2 separate regions of the Mus musculus genome follow, and region 2 is linked to region 1. The links are chromatin contacts, called in public promoter capture Hi-C maps. All regions are on one chromosome and are shown on one strand. Each heading gives the region's core, a stretch centred on a gene start, on an enhancer-like site or on the middle of the called end of the contact. The rest is flanking DNA. Distances are from core to core; before and after follow the strand shown. Region 1 holds the start of C230037L18Rik (RIKEN cDNA C230037L18 gene). Region 2 holds the start of Pphln1 (periphilin 1).

Evidence for each region. Promoter capture Hi-C pulls out the DNA fragments that hold promoters and counts their contacts.
Region 2: a contact with region 1 is called in a promoter capture Hi-C map of pre-B cells. The contact joins the promoter of Pphln1 here to the promoter of C230037L18Rik in region 1. A contact is called at or near these places in 1 of 39 promoter capture datasets (pre-B cells) and 1 of 484 Hi-C or Micro-C datasets (B cells).

The regions. Positions count from the first base shown.
Region 1 is chr15:89,472,328-89,479,767 of GRCm38.p6, reverse strand. It overlaps C230037L18Rik (RIKEN cDNA C230037L18 gene), which reads right to left and starts at 3,516. Exons shown (of 5, transcript NR_077233.1): 1 at 3,483-3,516; 2 at 2,349-2,509; 3 at 2,121-2,226; 4 at 1,759-1,898. It overlaps Arsa (arylsulfatase A), which reads left to right and starts at 2,344. Exons shown (of 9, transcript NM_009713.4): 1 at 2,344-2,618; 2 at 3,113-4,260; 3 at 4,406-4,646; 4 at 4,763-4,981; 5 at 5,059-5,228; 6 at 5,416-5,540; 7 at 5,634-5,761; 8 at 5,997-6,099; 9 at 6,211-7,292. The coding sequence starts at 4,046. The coding sequence ends at 6,530.
Region 2 is chr15:93,394,668-93,402,107 of GRCm38.p6, reverse strand. It overlaps Pphln1 (periphilin 1), which reads right to left and starts at 3,758. Exons shown (of 9, transcript NM_175363.4): 1 at 3,647-3,758. Zcrb1 (zinc finger CCHC-type and RNA binding motif 1) reads left to right here and starts at 3,774. Exons shown (of 8, transcript NM_026025.3): 1 at 3,774-3,945; 2 at 4,853-4,938; 3 at 6,493-6,521. The coding sequence starts at 4,855.

The DNA of each region.
Region 1 (7,440 bases), core at 2,267-4,766:
TCCAATCACCAAAATCTATGACCACTGAATGATCACTGTCTGATTCTGGACCAACTATTTCCAGTGTCTATCCTTTGAGACTTTGTTCAATACGACTTGTAAAATGGTAGAGTTATTCTGATGTTTAAGTCTTCTTTCCCCAGACTCACTTTAAGTGGCTCCTTCCCTATTCAGAAAGAAAGACCTGGTTATTGATCCGTTCCTGCTTCAGCTCACAGCCTCTGCATTTCTCGGGATCTTGAATTTGTAATGGCATGCAACAGTAGCTGTATCTCAACTCGCCCTCATTACAGCTACACTGATTCTCCGCGGTGGTCCGCGGCTGCCATTACTACCAGGTCTAATGTTCATCGAAGTTACTGTGGAGCCTGGCGGAGGGAACAGAATGCCTTTTTTAGTTCTTTTTAAGATTTATTTATTATTATACCTAAGTACACTGTAGCTGTCTTCAGACACACCAGAAGAGGGCGTCAGATCTCATTACGGGTGGTTTGTGAGCCACCATGTGGTTGCTGGGATTTGAACTCAGGACCTTCGGAAGAGTGCTCTTATCGGCTGAGCCACCTTGCCAGCCCTTTAGTTCTTTGAAAGCACTGGGAAAGAACTTTGTTGTAGAAGAACCAGCACTCCTAATAAAATGCTTACAATTATTTTCATTTTTCTTTTTTTAAAGACATTATTATTATTATTATTATTATTATTACTATTATAAGTAAGTACACTGTAACTGTCTTCAGACACATCAGAAAAGGGCATCAGATTTCATTATGGACAGTTGTGAGACACCACGTGGTTGCTGGGATTTGAACTCAGGACCTCTGGAAGAGCAGTCAGTGCTGTTAACCACTGAGCCATCTCTCTAGCCCTATTTTCATTTTCCTATAATGCTATAAACTACAATCATAGTAGGTCTTGCATGTGGAAACTCGTTATCTGCCCAGCAAGATGTCATTCACAGGTCAGCTGATGACCAGAGGTTATTGTTGTGTCATCTGACCGTAACTCTTCTTCCTCTGAGCATATGTGTGAAGGGGTGTCTCAGGGTTCCCCTTCCTTTAGAGATTATGACAAAGCCTGGCCCCTGATCATAACTCAACTGAAAACTTGCCTTCAGCAGACCCCCAAACCCCACATGGTCAACCAGGTAGGACTCCATCAGGTCTGTTTTTGCCTAAGATATTTGCTCTTCTGTTAGAACTACCCTGTTGGTCCTGATCAGCACTGTACATCTCAACGCCTATACATAACCATGATGAGAGGCAGTAGGGTAGGGAAGGTGGAGGCCTGATACGTCCTAGGTCCCCACATAAACTGATGCAAGAACAGCCACAGTACTCTACTCAGGCCACTGTTGCAACTCAATCACCCCATCTTACCCCCATGCAGAGGCCTCTCCTATCCCTTTGCAAGCAAGGTACAGAAATAAGAGACCTGCCTCCCAAGGCAAGGCTCCTTTCTCAACTGTGGGTGTTTGTCCAAAATTAGCAAGGCCCCAGGCATCATCTGAAGCCACTTCCTGAACCAACCCTAGCAGGCTACTTCCAATTGGGGCTCTGTGGGAAAAAAAAGGGGGGGTGGGGGTGGGAGAGAGTTCACATCTCTAAAGACAGGTTGGCCTTCAGTGCTCAGCTTTGAACAGAGCTGGCGGCAGGCAGATACCTCTTTCCAAGTTTTCCACAGCTCTAGGTCAGAGCTGAGCCCAAGCAACCTTCACGTGTACACACACCTGAGTCCCCCAAGAACCCAGGGGAAACGTACCTCGATTTGCATAACATCGCAACCCCACTCGGGCTCTCCAGAGAATAATGCGCAGGTCCTGGGGTAGTTCCCCAGCTAGCAACGGAAAGAAAGTGCTTCTGGTTGATTCCTTTCAAATTACAATTCACAGTGGCCACCAGCTGGGAGAGATCCAAATACAGTTTCAAAGATTTCTGGGCCACAGAAGAGCTTTCTGTCCTGACTCTAAATAGAAGGACTACCGGCAACCCCCACCCGTGCACAAGTCCAGAAACCGTGCTGGAATGTGACACTAAGAGAGCCACTAACTGAAGATTGCTCCCCCCCCCCCGCCCCCAGCCACCCCCCACTTCACATGAGGTGTGCAGTAGCCTCAGTCAGACCCAGCTCCTTCCTGTGCCATCTCTGGGGTCTCTGCAGTTTCGAACTTTCCTCCTGCAGTTTCTTGCAGATTTCATCGGGAGAATTCCAGATGCCCAGAGAGCCAGGCTTCAGTGAAAAAAAAAAAAATCAATAAATCAATGACCAGTTTACTCGTCATTCTGAACCACCCTCATTCTGCTTGCCAGAGGGCACCTTCAACTCAGTGTCACGTGTTGTCTGCTCCTGACCTGAGCCTGTGTTAGACCACTGGGTGATCCTGAGTCTGATCCGCTACTGTAGTCGGGAGGCCCTTCCAGAACCCTGTTTATCTCCCCCCTGGCTCCAGCGTCTTCCTTCCTGGGTGCGCAGGTCGTGACCATCTTGACGCCAGAGGTCTTAGAGTGCCACTCTGTCTTGGAGAGGAATCAAAGCCAAGAATCTGGACAAATGACTTCCCTAGGAACAGCCACCTGCAAGGAAATACCCTGGAAGAGACTTGCTCCGGAAAAGTGACTCAGGTCAGGGGCTTTTGGGGGCGGGGAGATCTGGGAAGTCCAGTTACCACAGGGACCTTTAGATGTTAAAGTACACTAAGAACCCACCCTTCCACCCTCTGAGGGATATATCTGTTAGTCTCCCTTAACAGTTAAAACTGATAAGAAAAAAAGGTTATATTCAATAATGTATAAATGAAGAGTTAGAAACAAGTCATGTTGTCTTCCCATTAGTTCAATACTAATGTGCCCTAAGCTATACCACACAGGAACCCAGCAACCCTTCTCAAACACCAGACTCACAGACACACATCCCAGCTCTAACACCACAGATACACACACACACACACACACACACACACACACACACACACTCAACCTTAAACACCAGTTACGCGTGTAGAAGGGAAAGGATTTTTTTAAATAATTTGATACATTGTGTTTCACAAAATTCACCAAAGGTGGTTGTGAGCAAAAAGCCAGCAGCCAATCAGATTTGTCTTCCTGGTTTGTTGCAGTCAGACTCCATGGTTTTTGCCTCTTTGCTCAGTCAGAAGGGGGATGCTGATGTTTTTTCAACAAGGATCCCTCAAGTATCTCATCAGAGGAAATGAGACAAACAGCCCACCATTCGCCAGAGGAACTCCAGACACGCATTTAAGAGCGACACAGCAGGAGAGCCAGATAGCTGTAGTGCTGCACTGCTAGGCAGTCCTGAGCCTAGCGCGCAGGAGCAAAGAACGTAAGGTTACCAAGCCCAGCACGGGACACCCCAACCGGCGCAGATAAGGATCGGGAGCACGCGAGCAATCTCCAGCCTCACCCTATCCCGCCCCGGTCCCAGGTCCGCAGCAGCCCCACCCGGAAGGTTCCCATAGGCACACAAACCCGCTTGGCTCGGCTCCCCAGCTCCGCCTCGCCCGGTCCCAGCTCCACCTAGCCCCGACTCTGTACCGCCCAGTCCCAGAGCCCGCCCCTTCTGGGTCAGCCAATTGTCACGTGACCGCGGGCGTATCCGAGACTGCCTGAGATCGACGCTGTCTACCACCAGTTCCTCCTCAATTTCGAACCGCCCTTGTCCCATGGCGCTGGAGCCTCCCGGGTCAATGTGAAGTGACTTCTGCTCCTGATCCCAAGCCTGTGCTGGCACCTCTGGGTGAACAGGGTCAGATCCCCGCTCGTGACGTTAATGAAGCCCTGGTCCTTTAGGGGCTCTGTGGAGTTACACCCCAGGCCACCCCCTTCCGAGTTCTGACAGATTCGCTGGAGCTTCAGAGAGTGGACCTACAGACAGAAGGATTATTTGGGTCTGGCGGCTCAGGGGAGGAGGAGGGCTCGGGACTGGGGCCTCAGGTAGGGGCTGGCCTGGGCGCTCAAGGAACGAGCCTGCTGGAATCGCTCTGCCTTCCCTACCAAGGGACTGAGGACACAGGCCCATCTGTATCTCTGTCATGGCCCTGGGGACCCTCTTTTTGGCATTGGCTGCAGGCCTGAGCACTGCCAGCCCACCTAACATCCTGCTGATCTTTGCGGATGACCTGGGCTATGGGGACCTCGGCTCCTATGGGCACCCCAGTTCTACCACCCCTAACCTGGATCAGTTGGCTGAAGGTGGACTACGGTTCACAGATTTCTATGTGCCTGTGTCTCTGTGCACGCCATCTCGGTGAGTGAGGGACCTTTGCCCCTCCCCTCTCCCCTGGCTCATCCCATTTCTGTCTCTCTGTGGGTATGTCCACCATTCTCCCTCTTCTCTCTGGGTTCATCTCTGTGGGACTCGCAGATAATGGATTCTGTGGTTTGTACTACAGGGCCGCCCTCCTGACTGGCCGGCTCCCAGTTCGATCAGGCATGTACCCTGGAGTTCTGGGGCCCAGTTCCCAAGGGGGCTTGCCCTTGGAGGAGGTGACTTTAGCCGAAGTCCTGGCTGCTCGAGGCTACCTTACAGGGATGGCTGGCAAGTGGCATCTTGGAGTGGGGCCAGAGGGGGCCTTCCTGCCCCCGCATCAGGGCTTCCACCGATTCCTGGGCATCCCATATTCCCATGACCAGGTACAAACCAGCCGGACCCTCTGCTGCCCCCCAACACACACCCAAGCCCGCATACCAACTGTACCCTAACCCGTAGCCAGTCCTCCCTCACACTAACCGCTCTCTGCTCTCCCCAGGGTCCCTGTCAGAACCTAACGTGCTTCCCACCAGACATCCCCTGCAAAGGTGGCTGTGACCAAGGCCTTGTTCCCATCCCACTACTGGCCAACCTGACAGTGGAGGCCCAGCCCCCTTGGCTGCCTGGACTGGAGGCCCGGTATGTGTCTTTCTCCCGAGACCTCATGGCTGATGCCCAGCGCCAGGGCCGACCGTTCTTCCTGTACTACGCTTCCCACGTGAGTGACCCTGGCCCCGCCCCCTGACTGCCCAAGACCTGTACCCAGCCAGTGCTGACTCCAGTCTCTGCCCCCAGCACACTCACTACCCTCAGTTCAGTGGACAAAGCTTCACCAAGCGCTCAGGCCGTGGGCCATTTGGGGACTCCTTGATGGAGCTGGATGGAGCTGTAGGGGCCTTGATGACAACTGTGGGGGACCTCGGTCTGCTGGAAGAGACACTAGTCATCTTCACTGCAGATAACGGGTACGAGCCAAGCAAGGGATACTCGTTGCTCTATCACAGGCCAGGACTCTAGGGTAACTTCCACCCTAGCTGTTTGTTGACTGTATAAAAGACTCGAGAGGTGCTAGGCACGTTATGGTGATCCATAACCAGCAGTGGGGCAGGGTCCTTAGCCTCTTGTTACTGATGACTTCCTTGTGTGTCCCAGTCCTGAGTTGATGCGCATGTCCAATGGCGGCTGCTCTGGCCTCTTGAGATGTGGAAAAGGAACAACTTTTGAAGGTGGCGTCCGAGAGCCTGCCTTGGTCTACTGGCCAGGTCACATTACTCCTGGTCAGTCCCCTAGCCCTCTTTGTGTAGACCCATGGCCCCCATCTCCCTAGCCTCGATGGTGAATGGAGTGGCCGAACAGCCATCTGTCCACAGGTGTAACCCATGAGCTGGCCAGCTCTCTGGACCTGCTGCCCACCCTGGCAGCCCTGACCGGGGCTCCGCTGCCCAACGTCACCTTGGATGGTGTTGACATCAGCCCCTTGCTGCTAGGCACAGGCAAGGTAGGGCCAGTCATCCCTTGACACCATCCCCATGCTGGTCCTCCTTTAGGTATGAAACTGGGCAGTGCCGGAGAGTACATGCCTCATGTCTCCTTTGATGAGTGGCCCCTGAGTATCACCTCTCAGGATCCTGGGTGGGCCAAAGCGGGGAGTGGGGGTGGGGGTCCCATAACAGGGCGATACACAAGAGCTTTTAGAGATCTCTCCTATCCTGTCATCCTGACTTTTCCCTCAGAGCCCACGGAAGTCTGTCTTCTTCTACCCGCCCTACCCAGACGAGATCCATGGGGTCTTTGCTGTTCGGAATGGGAAATACAAGGCTCATTTCTTCACCCAGGGTACCCTGCTTCCCTTCCTGGCTTCCCCTCCCTAGCCCGGCTTGCTGACCCCCAGCTGCTCTGTCCTCTGCCCCTCCTTATGTAAAAAGCTGACACCCCCCCCATCCCCAGGCTCCGCCCACAGTGACACCACTTCAGATCCTGCCTGTCATGCTGCCAACCGTCTGACGGCTCATGAGCCCCCACTGCTCTACGACTTATCTCAGGACCCTGGGGAGAACTACAATGTTTTGGAAAGTATAGAGGGGGTCTCCCCAGAAGCCCTCCAGGCTTTGAAACACATCCAACTCCTCAAGGCCCAGTACGATGCAGCCATGACCTTTGGCCCCAGCCAGATAGCCAAGGGCGAGGACCCTGCCCTACAGATCTGCTGTCAGCCGAGCTGCACTCCCCACCCTGTCTGCTGCCACTGCCCAGGCTCCCAGTCCTGAGGGGACTGGAGAAATCACGGGGGTCCTTCAAGGGTAGCCCAGGACCCCTAGCCCTGTCCTGAGTGTGTGATGGTTCACCAGAGGGACAGGGACAAGTGTGTAGTTTGTATCTGGTAATGTAATAACACCAGCTGAGACTTGAGACGTGCTAATTCATCTAGTCCTTGTGGTAACTCTGAGGTCAGTACTATTCTGCTGTGCTACAAGACAAGGACATTGACGCATAGGGAATCTCGTGGACCTTTCCAAGTCCGATGCCACCTTACCAGAAAGAGCTTGAGCTAGGATTTGAACCCAGGCACCCTGGGTTTAAAATTTGTCCCACCCTGGTGATCTGCGTGTGTCCATGGACACACCGCTGAAGCGAAGACATGTCCCTTCACAGAAACCGGTAATGAGTTCAAGTGCCAGGAACTGGGGGTGGGGGGAGTGGTGAGGGCAGAGGAACCCTAAAGATGCAAAGCACCTGGAAGACAGGCTTTCCTCAAGAAGCAATGCCAGAGGCCCTGGAACTGGTCAGCTTGGTTCTTTAAAGAAATCAGCTGTCTGGAGTTAGGTGATAAACTGATCATTCCGGGTAGAGTTAAAGGACCTGGGGACCCTGCTAGATCCCAGGAAGGACCATCAGCAGCTTCTGAGACTGCCTCATGGGGCTCACTTGTCTCTCAAGCTCTGAATTTCTCCTTTGTGCATACTTCAAGTAATTTTCTACAAAAAAAAATAATAAAAATAAATAAAATAAAATAAAGTTGTCTACAAAGTAATCTTTTAGAAGCATCTATCAGGGGCCAATAAGACGACTCTGGGGGAAAGCCCTTACCCTGCAAGCAACCTGAGTTCAATCGCCAGAAACTCCCCTGAAAAAGCCAGATACAGTAGCCCATATCTGTAGTCCCAGTATTCTTAGGGG
Region 2 (7,440 bases), core at 2,509-5,008, 3.9 Mb before region 1:
AACTGTGATGTCATGTTCCATCACAGTGAGAGGAACGGTAAAGGAAGAGCCAGGCTGGGATCCTAACAGCTAGCAGAGTCTGAAGACCAACCAATCAGAGAGTTCATTCCTTCATGGCTGTCAGAGCTATTTCCCCTCAAGTCTGCTCTCCTGCATACTACTCAGCCCCACCTACGTCACATCCTACAAAGGAATGACCGGAGCCATTACTAATACTTAATAAGCAATATGTGGCCTTCACACTCACAAATGTAACACGTGGCAACAGGAATGAAAGAATTCTAGTCACACTGCACCTCCAGAAATGCTGATTAATCTATTAGAGTAGAGTTGGGAATGTCAAAGCCCTGAGGCCCAATTACAACTTACTACAGGCTATCTTAGCCCTCCAATAAGACATTCCTTTCCTATCTGTGTTTGATCCAACAGCCTTGTGACTAACAGGAACCATTTCAAAAGTATACGTTTGACAGACCACTGGCTTCCACCAACCAAACGGCTCAGAGTGCTGTCAGATACCAATCAAGCTAAAGACAATAGCTGAGCTCTCCAGCTTGGCTGCAATGAGCCTGGCTACCTGATGTTTCTAACAACTTAGTTTAAAATGCCTCCAATTATGACTTTCTTTGCTGTTACTATAAAAACTTCACGAGCCGGGCATGGTGGTGCATGCCTTTAATCCCAGCACTTGGGAGGCAGAGGCAGGCGAATTTCTGAGTTCGAGGCCAGCCTGGTCTACAGAGTGAGTTCCAGGCCAGCCAGGGCTACACAGAGAAACCCAACAACAAGCAAACAACAAACAAAACCTTCATGAAACTGTTGCCGTATTAGGACATGGAATTATTTGCAGTACCTGGAATCTGTGTTTCCAGACCACACTAACTACCACTTGGCTCCAGAATAAACACTAATCCACAATGAGGTATTTTCATGTCAACAACATGCTTAAATTGTTTCTTTTATGATCCCCAATGTATTGTACTACATACTGAGGAAGTTTGACTGTCCATTGCATGTGATAAAATTATATGAGCAGACAATGCCAGACACTTACCTGTGTTTTAATATTTATGAATCCAAACCTTCACATCGGTAGAACTTAAAATCTTATCTGATGAGCATGCTTTCCCTGCCTCACCCTCCATCTCACAGAATACAAAGAATCAAGCAGTTGCCAGTGTATATTCGTGATGAGTGACTTCCTTAATCAAGAATCGTAGAAATCCTAAGTTCAGACTTCTCTACCCTCCACAGTCTCTGGTAATTGTCTCACCTAACCTATTCCAGGCAAAAAGCATTACCTGTGTCTCAAGCCCCACACTGGCTAGCCTGGATCTCTCCAAAGTCTTCCTATTCTCTTTCAATTTCCATCCATACCCATGGCTCAGTTCACAAAGCTGTTACTCTCTAAAAACACATCACCAGACTGTCCCAACACCTAAAAGATCTAAAAGTAGTAATTAATAGGCAACGTGTGACTTTTATCTGAAAAAACACTTAAAAATCTGAAATATAAACCTTGTGTTTGGCATAATATAAACCTTTAGTCTCAACACCTGGGAGGCAGAGGCAGTTGGATCTCTGAGTTTAAGGCCAGGCCAGCCTGGTCTACAAAATGAGTTCTAGGACAGCCAGATGCTACACAGACAAAAGGCTGAGATGGGGGGGGGGGGGGGTTAGTAGTATTTGAGTGGGTATAGGACACACCTTCAATCACTTGAGAGACAGAAGCAGGCAGATCTCTGTTTAATTTGAGACAATTTACGGGGGGGGGGGGGGGGCTGTATTTGAACTATTTCTTGAATAGACTGCATGACCTAGCAACATTGAAATCACTCCACACAAACTACCCATGTGCCATTTGTTGTTCCTAAGTAGCTGATGACCTGACCGGATCCTGCCACCCACTCACTCACTACCTAAAACCTCTAAAAACGGCAAACAGCAGCAGCATTCCAAGGATAAGCAAAACAAACACTCCCACCCTCAGCGTTTAATTTAAATTCAAGATGAAAGACACAATCAGGAAGCAATTGGCTCCTGCTGGAGGGGGCTTAGAAGAACCTAACTTTGGGAACTTAGGGAAAGACTACTCAAAAATAAGAGCTGGGCTAAGCCCGAGGAAGGCCAGTAATCAGAACGTAGGAGGGCTGAGGCAAAACAAGAGAATCACCAGTTCTAGGCCCTGCTTGGGGGGATGGGGGGTAGGGGATGGGGATTATATTAATAGAAAGAGGTAGAAGGCAGGGAAATCATAGGACCAAAAGGAAAAATGAGAACAAAAACTGAAAGAAAAAAAAAATCAAGGAAATGCAATCAATTCGATACAGATGGAGCAACACCAAATCTTAAAACCCAGATGTCAGGGGAAAAAAAAAAAGTTCAATTTAAAGGCAAAAGCCACAGCTTTGTTAAAGAGTCAGAAAACGCAAGACAGTTTCAAAACAAGGCTAATAAGTGTTTGCTAAGCAGACAAAATAAGATTCCAGGAGCACAGACGATGCGCTCAGGGTGAACTAAGGAAGGAGAAGCAGTGGTACCCCCAAATCGAGAGGAAGCACGAAACAGCGCGGAGAGTTAAGGCTCAAACAATTAGAAGACCAAAGGGGCTTACATCGTGGGCGATAACCAAGCACAACCGGGATGTGAAGCCTGGGAGTTTGGGCTGGCCACAAGTTTGCCATGAGAATTAGTCCCAGTGGTCCCTTGGTGGACGCCAAGGAATTAATGCCTCTCAAAACTCAGCGGCGCCCTGGGTGGATTGCACTTCGTCCCTCCGCTTCAGTCAGGATTGATTGTGCAGGCTCCACGACAGGCTCTGGGCTCCGGGCTGCTGACACGCAGGTTCCCAGGGAGTAGTTACAGGCCTGGTCTGTACGTGCTGGTGGGTAGAAGTTAAGTTTAAACTACCGGGCAAAATAAGCATTCGGATTTCTCTGTAGAAACGACGAGCTCTTAAAGAATAATCAGTGTAGCCGGGCGGTGATGGTGCACGCCTTTAATCCCTGCACTCTGGAGGCGAGGCGGGCGGGATCTCTGAGTTCGAGGCCAGCCTGGTCTACAGAGCGAGTTCCAGGACAGCCAGGGCTACACAGAGAAACCCTGTCTCGGAAAACAAAAAAATAATCAGTGCGTACCCATTCCATATTTTCAGAAAGGAAAAAATAGTAATAAACAACGGGACGATGGAGCTGAACATCTGTCCGTGCCAGTACTCAAGAATGGGTCACTGTGTGACTCCAACTGTCCCCACGTGGGCTTTGTCTCCCCGGCCACACTGACATTCTCAACAGCAAGTGGATTATTTTGGCACTCTTTTGTCCGTCTCTCAAAGTGCCTATTACAGAGTCGGTTAGGTCCAAAAAATAAAAAATAAGATAAAAACCCAGACTTCCTGACTGACCTGGCGTCACTGAAGTTGCCTGGCTGAGAACTCCCCTTTTGCTTACTAAACTCCTGCCGAGAAGCGGAACCTGGGTCTCACTCTCCTCCACACTTCGCTTTCCTCCCGCATCCACTGAGTCCCTCTCCAGGTTCCACTAGGAGTCCAGAATAAAGCACATCTCCATCGCCGCAGGAAACGTCCGCCCGCCCGCCCGCCGGCCGCATGCGCCCCTCGCGCCTCTGCGGAGAGCCACTCGCTCACCTACGTCCCACTGCTGAGCCTCCGCCTCTGTCGCCGCCGCCTCTGTCGCCGCCGCCTCAGCCGCCGGTGAAACCCGCGAAGCCAGACGTCCGCTCGCCCTAAAGGCACTTCCGGCGCGCGCGGTGACGTCGCCCGGCGCGCCAGCCTCCGGCCCGGGGCCGTCGGGGTTTGGGGGAGTCGGAAGGAGCGCTGCACCGCGCTGCGTTCGCGGACGCCCGCGCTTTTGCGCGCCGCGGAAGGCAGCCGGAGGTGAAGCCGCCGCGGGCTCGCATCCTCTCCGCTTCGCCTCTGCGCCGAAGGTAAGCTCCCACGGCGCCGGGCCCAGGAGACGGCCGCGGCCCGGGCCTCCGCCTCGGCCTCCGCCTCGGCCTCGGCCTCGGCCTCGGCCTCGGCCTCGACCCTGACCCCAGCTCCGGCCCCAGGAACGTCCAGCCGGGGTTAGCATTTCTCAGAGTGAGAAACTGGAAACGCGACAAGCAGGTTTTGGCTAGCTAAGGCTTTTTGAATAATCCTCCTACTGGGCCAGCGGGGCGCCCTCCGGGGTGCCGGGTCCATTGTCATTCATAGGGGTTCTTAACACTTGCTGCCGACCGACGCGATCGTTTCACCTGTAATTTGCAGAGTTTTAACAGTGACGTTGATTACTAAGCACATTGATAAATATACAGGTTAATGTCCCATTCAAAGTAGGTAATCCATGTAATAGAGTGTCATTTCATGATTTGGTTGTGCACGAAATTTAAAAATCTAAAGAACTTTATCAAAATGTGAAACTACCCCAAGCTTAACAAAACCGAGTCTCTGTCGTCATGGCCTACCTATATCAGTAATCCATATATACAGACGTAGATACAGGAGTTTTTTTAAAAACAAGAACAAAAGAGGCGGGGTAGACAGGTGTCCCTTTCGGAGGTGGGCGAATCCTTGGGAAACATCTTTTCCGCTTTTACCCTAAGAAGGCGTTAAAAATAGCCTTGTGGCTTCTCCATCTCTCTAAAACCCCTCTTCAATCGCACCGCAGCCCTAAAAGGCTTAACACCCGCTGCTAGAAAAGGAATATGGTAATTCACACCCTACCCACACTGGTACTCTAATCTCTTTAAATGAATGGAGCCTGAGGAATTCTACCCTAATTAAGTCAGTGATGGTCCTTGTTTGGTTCTACTTGGAGTAAGATTCCCAATGTCTCCTTTTTTTCCGTTTTAGAAATGAGCGGTGGCTTGGCGCCAAGTAAAAGCACAGTTTATGTATCCAACTTGCCTTTCTCCCTAACAAACAATGATTTATACCGGGTAAGTTGTATGTACATCTAACTAATGGATTCTTTCTTTAGAGACAATCTGAAGCTTAAGCAAAAATACTGCTCCCTGGGAAAATTTTTAGTTGATATCTTCTGCAAATTTTAGTGGGAAATTTTTCAATTTTGTTTTAATTTCCCAAAGAGAATTTGTTGTTTGTGTGTTTTTTCGAGGCAGGGTTTCTCTGTGCCTGACTGGCCTAGAACTCACTCTGTAGAACAGGCTATCATAGAACTCAGAGATCTGCCTTCCTCTGCCGCCTGTACTTGAGTGGTGGAACACTTGCCTAGAGTAGTTATCACACACCTGTAACCCCAGCACAGGGGAAGCTGAGGTAGGAAGATCAGCTTGGACAATTTAGACCCCATCTCACGAAAGAGAAAAGAGATACTGAATTAGGCTTGGAGGTGAGATTTTAGACTGAATGATAAGAAATAACCTTATTTAAAACATACCTGGGGGCTGGAGGTGAAGTATAGTTGGTAGGATGCTTGTCTTGCGTGCACAAAACCCTGTGTTGATTCCCTAGTACCACATGAACTAAGGAATCAATGGAGAACCCGTTAGAAAGCTATAATCCCATAGGAAACTGCTGGACCTCGGAATCCAATGTTGCTAAATGTCTGGCCCACAATTTCAATATTAGACTGCATATGATGGGATCTTCTAAAAGCCTTTGGGGGAGGGTGTTATTTCTGTGTATTAAATAATTAGTCAGAATTATAAGCATATAGATATGTATATATCTATAGAATATAGATCTGGGCAATATATGGGCAACTATATGTAGAAGTAAAAGGAAGACGAGGCCAGAATACTAAGTAAGGATGGAAGAGTTCTGCACCCACCGATAGAAGTAGAAGGATCTTTGCTTTGTTTTTGATCTTTGGCATCAAGTCTTGTTTTGTAGCCTGGGCTCGTCTCAAACCTTCTTGCTTTGCTCTTCTGAAAACCAGGATTGCAGCCATAGACCATCACTGCTGGCTGCAGATGGGTTTTTCATTACAGGAAGCTTTTTTTTTCATTATAGGAAAGTATTATCTGCAGTGAGAGTTCTGTCTGTCCTCAGATGGCAGATTGTGTAACTCACTGGTATGGTTTTATTTGACAACACTGATAATAAAAGGACAGGACCAGCTGGAGCTATGGTGGGTTTGTTGGCCCCACAGATCCATTGGATCAGAAGTCCAGCTGCTGCCTAGTGTATAGGCCATGGATCTAGACATGCTGAGTGGTCCCCCACCCCCATCTACTCCCTGGAGGGAGTTAGGAACTGAAGCTTGTAACTCCAGTAACTGTATTATTCTAGTCACTTAGAAAATGTTTCTTTGGCTTGGTGAATCAGTGTCTTGCTGTGTTGCCCTGTGTCGTGGTCCTCCTCCTCAGTCCCCCAGGTATAGCGATATTTGTTAGAAAGTCGGTTGTATAGGCTGCTAATGGCTGGAGTGTTTCATAAAATATAACAAAGAATCTGGTCAGTAAATACAATCTGAGTATTTAATTTGGTGACATTTTAAATTATAATTATTCTGTGATCTTTTATTTCAGATATTTTCCAAGTATGGCAAAGTTGTAAAGTAAGTATTCACATTACAAAATACTTGGTTGAATAAAGATTCTATTGTTAACATTTTTACATATAGTTCAGTTATTTTCCCATGTACATAAACATTTGACAGTTTTCAAATCATAAGTGACCGTGTACTATAAGGATTTACTAGTTTAATAGTATTGCTTTTACAGTGCTGAGAAACAGTCTCAGAGCCTGAGACATACTAGCCATACTCTTAATCTCTAAACTACCTATTAAGCCCCTGAAGGTTTTCAGAGCTAGTTCTTGTGTGGTGTCAAGCTTACTGGGAAATGTCTAGGGGGACAGTCTTACCTGAGGGACATTATCTTGGTGCTCATAGTGCTGCCAAGCCGTGTCAAAGAATATCTGTAGCCAAACCTCTGATCTGGCTGTAGACATGCCACCTGTTTGCCACCTGGTATGTTAGCCCTTGAACTGTTCTTAACCTCCGTTGACATGTGTATAATGAGCTATCCCCCAAACTACGGAGAGACTGACAGTGAACCCAGTCGTAACTCCTGACTAAGAAGCTCTGTGATTTCAAGCCCATTTGTGGTTTTAAAGCAGTAGCTACAGCACCGTGTTAAAAATCCTTGGGGCGCATCTTCAGGACTAATCGAATCTGTCAGACTGTGCTACAGTCTTCATTAGCTCCAGATAACTCCCTATGCTGTGTACCAATTTCATGTTATTCTCGGCCAATTGAGATGAGAGCAAATTGACGTGGCTAGACTGAAATCTGTAACTGCACCAGGGAAGAAACTTAGAACAGGACAGTCAGATAGAAAGGCTTTTGATCCTTGAGAGACCATTTGGGAGCCAAGTGGATTTTGCTAGGTATACATAAGGACTGGATGCACAGGAAGTCTGTGTCAGGATGGTCTACGGTTCTTGGGATAGTGTCTACTCAGAGGAGTAGCATA